2 separate regions of the Salmo salar genome follow, and region 2 is linked to region 1. The links are chromatin contacts, called in public Hi-C maps. All regions are on one chromosome and are shown on one strand. Each heading gives the region's core, a stretch centred on a gene start, on an enhancer-like site or on the middle of the called end of the contact. The rest is flanking DNA. Distances are from core to core; before and after follow the strand shown.

Region 1 (2,918 bases), core at 157-2,656:
GTAAGCAACCTGAAACTCCTGAAACCTATAGCAGTAGCCATTGCACGGATTGAGGGAGACATTGCCATCCTGTCTGATGTTCAGATGTATGAGAAGAAATCTGTACTGCCCTGCCCACTTCACTGTTGCTCCAAGCAGAGGAAACTGCACTTCTGAAATATATCAAAAAGCATGAAGACTTCTGCCTGAAGCCCATACACGTCGCAGCGTAGATGTTGGACCCCAAGTACGCTGGCAAGAGCATCCTGTCTGGTACAGAGATCAACAAGCCCTATGGTGTCATCACTACCGTGTCTCGCCACCTTGGCCTGGATGAGGGAAAGGTTCTTGGCAGTCTGGCGAAGTACACTTCCAAGCAAGGGCTTTGGGATGGAGGTGCAGTATGTCAGTCGTGCCAACATCAGCCACCTGGTGGAAGGGACTTTGTGGATCTGAGGCTCTTTCCCCTGTTGCTTCCATCATCCTCCAAATCCCACCAACATCAGCTGCCTCAGAGCGCAATTGTTCCTTGTTTGGGAACACACACCCCAAAGCACGCAACAGGCTGACCAATACAAGGGTTGAAAAATTGGTGGCCATCCAGGCAAATTTGAGTTTTTTTTAGCCTGACAACGAGCCATCCTCAACCAGGTTGGAAAGTGACAGTGAAGAGTCTGATGTTCAAGAGGTGGACATTGAGGAGATCCAGGGAGAAGACTTTCGTTGTTCAGTGAAATCATCCCATGTCAACTCATTTAATTAAAGTTCAATTCGTAACTAAATTGTTTTTTACATTTCTATTGGAAGGATTTAATCATTTGCAATTATGTCTACTTATAAGGTAAAAGGTTTATGTTTCTGCCTCCATATGATATTGTAAATATATCCAATGCAACAAACATCTACATTTAAATGGTATTAATATTAATTTCCGTATATTTCCGTTAATTCCCATATATTCCCGTTAATTCCAACGGGAAGTTTCCACCTCTGAATATTCCCCAAAATGTGCAACCCTCACAGACACAGGTGATTAATTGTACAATTATGGGTTAGGCTTGACTTTGAAATGGTGCATTGCAGATGTATTCTAAGTCGTCAGATGTTACTTATACTGCTACTAAAGATATTAGCTAGAGCTTATCATTTGAGTCTATGGTAAAATGCTGTTTTGCCTGGGATTCACAATTCACATGTGTAAGAGGGCTAAATGAATTGCTGTTTTATTTATTATTTATTTTTGCATAAACAATATTTTGTACTTGGATCATTATTGTCATGCTTCTGTGTAGCATTTCCATTATATATTAACATTGTAGTTCAATTGTACATTAACATTGTAGTTCACAGTCACATTGCAGAATTTAAGATGAGTATGCTGCCACCTGCCGGATACATCTGGAAATCCAACATAACACTAAATCGCTGCGCTGCGCCTGCGTACGTTTTGACGTCTACAGTTTCCGGAAGTGGATCGTTCAGTCCCGTGGTTCAGAGTAAAAAAACGATAGCACAAACAAATATACGTATTTCTTTCATTTCAACATCACAAATGTCAGGAGGGACCCTTTTAGAGAACGCGAATCCCTTGATTTTTCAACGAACAGGCGAGAGACTTCAGACCGCAAATGACGAGGACGAAGATGTTGCTGATCCCATCGACGACAGAGAAATATTTGATATCCTTTCTGTGTAGCTAGCTTAAAGGATACATCCCTTGAGCTTTCAATGTCATACTAATTAACTTTGCATATGATGCTTAATTCTTTAATAAGAAAGCTAATTTCTCAACATTGTGTTATCAGATTTCACCTTAACCCACGCTACATCTCATCAGATCCATTAATGATCCTGAACACCCACTGTCCCTCGAGGAGTTGAACGTCGTGGAACAAGTGCGAGTGCGCGTGAGTTAAACTTCTTTCACAACTTTTCCCCCAGTTAGAAGTTCGACACACAGACACACTTGTGTAGCTACTAAGGACAGCAGATAGTCCATAATGTGTTAGCCTAATAAAACCACCAACTTTATTTTTCTTTATAGGTAAATGACCAAGAGAACACAGTGGGTGTGGAGTTCACCCCCACTATACCCCACTGCAGCATGGCAACTCTCATAGGCCTGTCCATCAAAGTCAAACTGCTGCGATCCCTGCCAGAAAGGTTTAAGGTGGGTGAAATAAATGAAGTCTGCTTTCTGGTGAGCTGTTAGAGGAGAGCAAGCTTTAATATGATTTCATTGTCTGGACATTTAACATTAACATAGTGTGTCATGTCCATCTATGCCTAATCATATCTCCGCAGATTGATGTGCACATCACTCCTGGGACGCATGCCTCAGAAGATGCAGGTAAAGTGACATACCTCTGAAGTTTTGACGAAAGCAAAGTTGGAAGGACACAATTATTATTTCAATTAAAAATCATTATTTATAACATTGTCAACGTCTTGACTATATTTCATATTCATTTTGCAACTCATTTCATGAATGTTTTCATAGAAAACAAGGGCATTGCTAAGTGACCCCAAACTTTTGAACGGTAGTGTATATCTTAAAGTGAAGTATCTGAGTGTCAGCGTCACCCAGTTACCGTGGAATTGCCCCTAACTAAACCCTTTGCTTTTGCTTTGTTCCAGTCAATAAACAGCTGGCAGACAAAGAGAGAGTGGCCGCTGCCCTCGAGAACTCCCAGCTTCTGGAGGTGGTCAACCAGTGTCTGATATCCAATGCAAGGACGGGCTGACCCTCCTGATGGATCAATAGAAAATTCTCCTTAGTCCAGGACTAGGCTTAATGTTTCTCTCTTGACATGCTAACTGGACTGGTTGTTCAGTTTATGTTGAGTAAATGGCAAATGTATCAATTATGCTGCCACTGTATTATTTTATTTACAGAATTCCAATTTATTTCTGCTACAGGCAGAAATACCTATACTGTG
Region 2 (3,238 bases), core at 85-2,584, 140 kb before region 1:
GTTAACATGACCTTTATTAAGCCGTTGTACTTGTTTTGATTAGCCTACCTAAAAGTGACGTTATTTTGATGAAGATTGTCTTAGAACAACACGTAGTTATGAGATCTAAGCCTGTGTTTACCACACACACACACACACACACACACCACCTTAATTTACGCAGTTTATAAAAATATAAACATTAAAATGACCCCATGGCGGCCTACGAAAATACGCCATTATTAAGCCAACATTACCTTTTCGTCGTCTTTGAAGAGAATCAATTTCTTCCTGACAGACTTCGGTACAACTTTAAACCGCCCAGGACTTGTCCCTGCAGCGATAGAATGTTTTTTTGCCCCGATCCGAAGACGCTTCTTTGCGATGATATGGTCAGCAGTGGTTGTAAATACAGTTGATCCAATATCGAACTCAGCATCTGCAGAGGTCCTCTTGGGAGTTCGAGGGCTGGGGAAAAGTGTTTGTTTTTCCGAGTCGGTCCTCGCCAGCACAGCAGACACTCTCTCCACCTTATCGACCGAAGTCGCCTCGTCAATAACCCTCCAAAACTCCTCTTGTACACTGTTTTCAGAACATGTGGATTTTGAAGTCTTTATCATAACCGTTGTTGTAGATGCCGCATTCTTGCTTTTCGACCGAGTTGATCTTGTGCTGGGATGACTTGTTACAGTGTCCACAACTTGGGTTGTATTGCCATCACCATGCGCAGCCCCACCAGCATCTTTCTTTCTCTGGACGTAAAAATCGGTGACCCGCGCCTGAGCCATAATGATGCCAATCTAGAACCACACAATTCTCTTCTGGTCAGGAAAGACGAATGACCAAACTATAAATAAAGTCCAACTCAGCAGCTTGAGCCACCGAGGTATATATGCAGACCTGATCAAAGTCTATATGACCGGAACGTCAACACGCTTTCGCGCGAAATGGACACGTGACCTTCCCAAGCCTCCTCCCGCCGCGTTTCAAATAGATGTGTTTAGTGATTGGCCAGTGTATCAACTCTTTTGAACGAATCAGTTGTTGATAAGGCTGTGTCAAAGACAGTGCGGTAGGTAGTTTAGAAACGATTGTGTGATTGATGGGATTTTATTCCTGATTAGCGTTGATTGCATTTGATTAGAGCCGTTTATGTCTAGAAGAGATACTGCTTTTGTCAAAATGGACTTTTCGTAGCAGGTTTAGGATCATTTACGCAGCATGTTAGGAGCATTAAAGTAGGTTAGGAGATTTAGGTTAAGGTTAGGAAAATAGTTAGGGTTAGCTAAAATGCAAAAACATTTATTTTTATTTTTACATCAATTTGACAAAAGCTGTATCGCATCTAGACATTACCGCGTGAGCCAGTTGCTCCGTTCTGGCCGAAGGCAACGTGAAGTAATGAGTAGGATTCTGTGTTCTCATGTGCAAAGGTGGTTGCTTTTTTCTTCTTTTTACTAGTTTCCCTCGTGTATAATTTGTATCTGCATGCAGTGAAAATGTGTACTTTTTATTGTACGGTAGGTCAATGCTATGTTATTTCTATATTTTGAGTTTGAGTTGGTGATGGTTTCCTATCTGGCCATGTACATTTGAGATTATTGTAGGTCATGCATTCTGGATGTCTATGAGTTAAGTAGTGTGATTATCTGACTGCTTCCTCTTTTTTTATGGAAATTATTTGAAGAGGGTTTTCTTGATGTGAGTGTGAGAGTGATGAGTTGGGCTTGGTGTACCGCTAGATGACGCTAATGATTTACCAGACAATATTTATTTAGAAGATTGTAGAATCAATTTCAAGCAGGTTACAGTAGTTTGAAACTTCTTCAAAAGATTACCGAGTACGAGTTTTATGTGTATAATCTCAAAATTCATAGGCTACTGGTTTTACTACGCAGTTAAGGTAGGGTAGGAGTGTCACATAGCAATATTTCACCTATAATTTCCTGCCATAGGCTAAAGTTTGTAAGTGTCATGTGTCAACGCAAAACGACGATGTGCTCAAGTAGGAAAATCGCAGGCGATGGTGCTGTCATTGAGAGATGTTCAAACATGCGTTAACTATGATATAGAATAGCTGAATAGTTTGACAATGAATTCGTTTCTTTCGAAATGACCGTACATTAATTGGGTATGCTTGTGGGATAGTCTTCCACGTGGACAGGTTGCTTTCGAAAACACACATTAAAATTGTTAGTTAGGTTATGAAGAGAGAGAAAAAATTCAGAGGAAGTGCCAACCCAGTGAGAGTGAATTGGATTTACAGCGACTGAAAGAACAGTTCATCTGTTGCAGTAGGCCTACTGGTGAATCACTTTTTCCAGGAAGATATTGCTTTACAGGGAATATTCAGTCCAAGGGGCGGCAAGAGAGGAGAGTTGTTTCAATACGGGAGAGCTGGTAGTTCGTTTTGTTTACAATTTCGTGAGATTACATTTTATATCCCCGCATTGTGAGGAGGTGAAGATGTCTTGTGGATTTACAGAACAAGAACCGCAATAGATTTCATTAGTCCATCACTCTGGAAACTTGAAAAAGTTTACTTTTGGAAGTCATTTGTCTGCCTAGTGGAATGACCGCACCGCTTTATTTTCTCGGTTCAAAAGACTGTTTTAAAACCATGAACAGTTATTGCGGACTGAGTTTATTAAAATTGTTTGGGTGGAATGTAACGTTCCGTCGAGGAATGTCAGCGGGGCTGTAGACTGGAGTTAAGCAGTGCATTTGGGACGCGACCTCATGGAGCTTCAGGTGGTATGTGGACTGCTCTACTGCTTCCTTTTGCCGACGTTCTTGTTAGCAGGTAAATTGTCAGTGTTTCCATTGTGAATTGAATTAAGACAGAATTCAATTTTACTGCTCAATAGGTCTAAATTATTGATATTATGTTATTTTGCTACATATTCAATTTGCGTGTCATGCTATTATTTATTGTCTACTTTTTAGGAATTTTTTTTCATGTAATTTCAGGCAGGGGTAGGCTACAATAAAAACATGAACGTACAGAAAACTGACAGAATGACATTGATAGATCAGATAAACATCACATAATCTGAAATTGCAATCACTTCTGTATGAATAGGATTATTATGGGTTAAGTATTTGACTTCCCTCTTTTGCACGGTGGCCCAATGAAGATAGGCTATACTTATTTCTCTGTTTGTCCTGTTTTCCCCAGTTCAGATAGACTCCAGTGAGTTCTCCTGATTCATCTGGTGTTTATTTAGCAGACACAGGCCTGGTTTCCTTTCTACATTAG

Evidence for each region. A called contact is a pair of places that touch in the nucleus more often than the background predicts.
Region 2: a Hi-C map of gill shows a contact between it and region 1, with 5 times the contacts expected there. The contact joins the promoter of LOC106562059 here to the promoter of LOC106562058 in region 1. A contact is called at or near these places in 2 of 3 Hi-C or Micro-C datasets (gill and muscle).

The regions. Positions count from the first base shown.
Region 1 is chrssa11:14,835,278-14,838,195 of Ssal_v3.1, reverse strand. It overlaps LOC106562058 (cytosolic iron-sulfur assembly component 2B), which reads left to right and starts at 1,406. Exons shown (of 5, transcript XM_014126601.2): 1 at 1,406-1,658; 2 at 1,807-1,886; 3 at 2,024-2,149; 4 at 2,284-2,329; 5 at 2,617-2,918. The coding sequence starts at 1,532. The coding sequence ends at 2,723.
Region 2 is chrssa11:14,973,864-14,977,101 of Ssal_v3.1, reverse strand. LOC106562059 (piezo-type mechanosensitive ion channel component 1) reads left to right here and starts at 1,334. Exons shown (of 50, transcript XM_045689069.1): 1 at 1,334-1,412. The coding sequence starts at 1,403. It overlaps LOC106562060 (DNA replication factor Cdt1-like), which reads right to left and starts at 767. Exons shown (of 9, transcript XM_045690351.1): 1 at 669-767. The coding sequence starts at 767.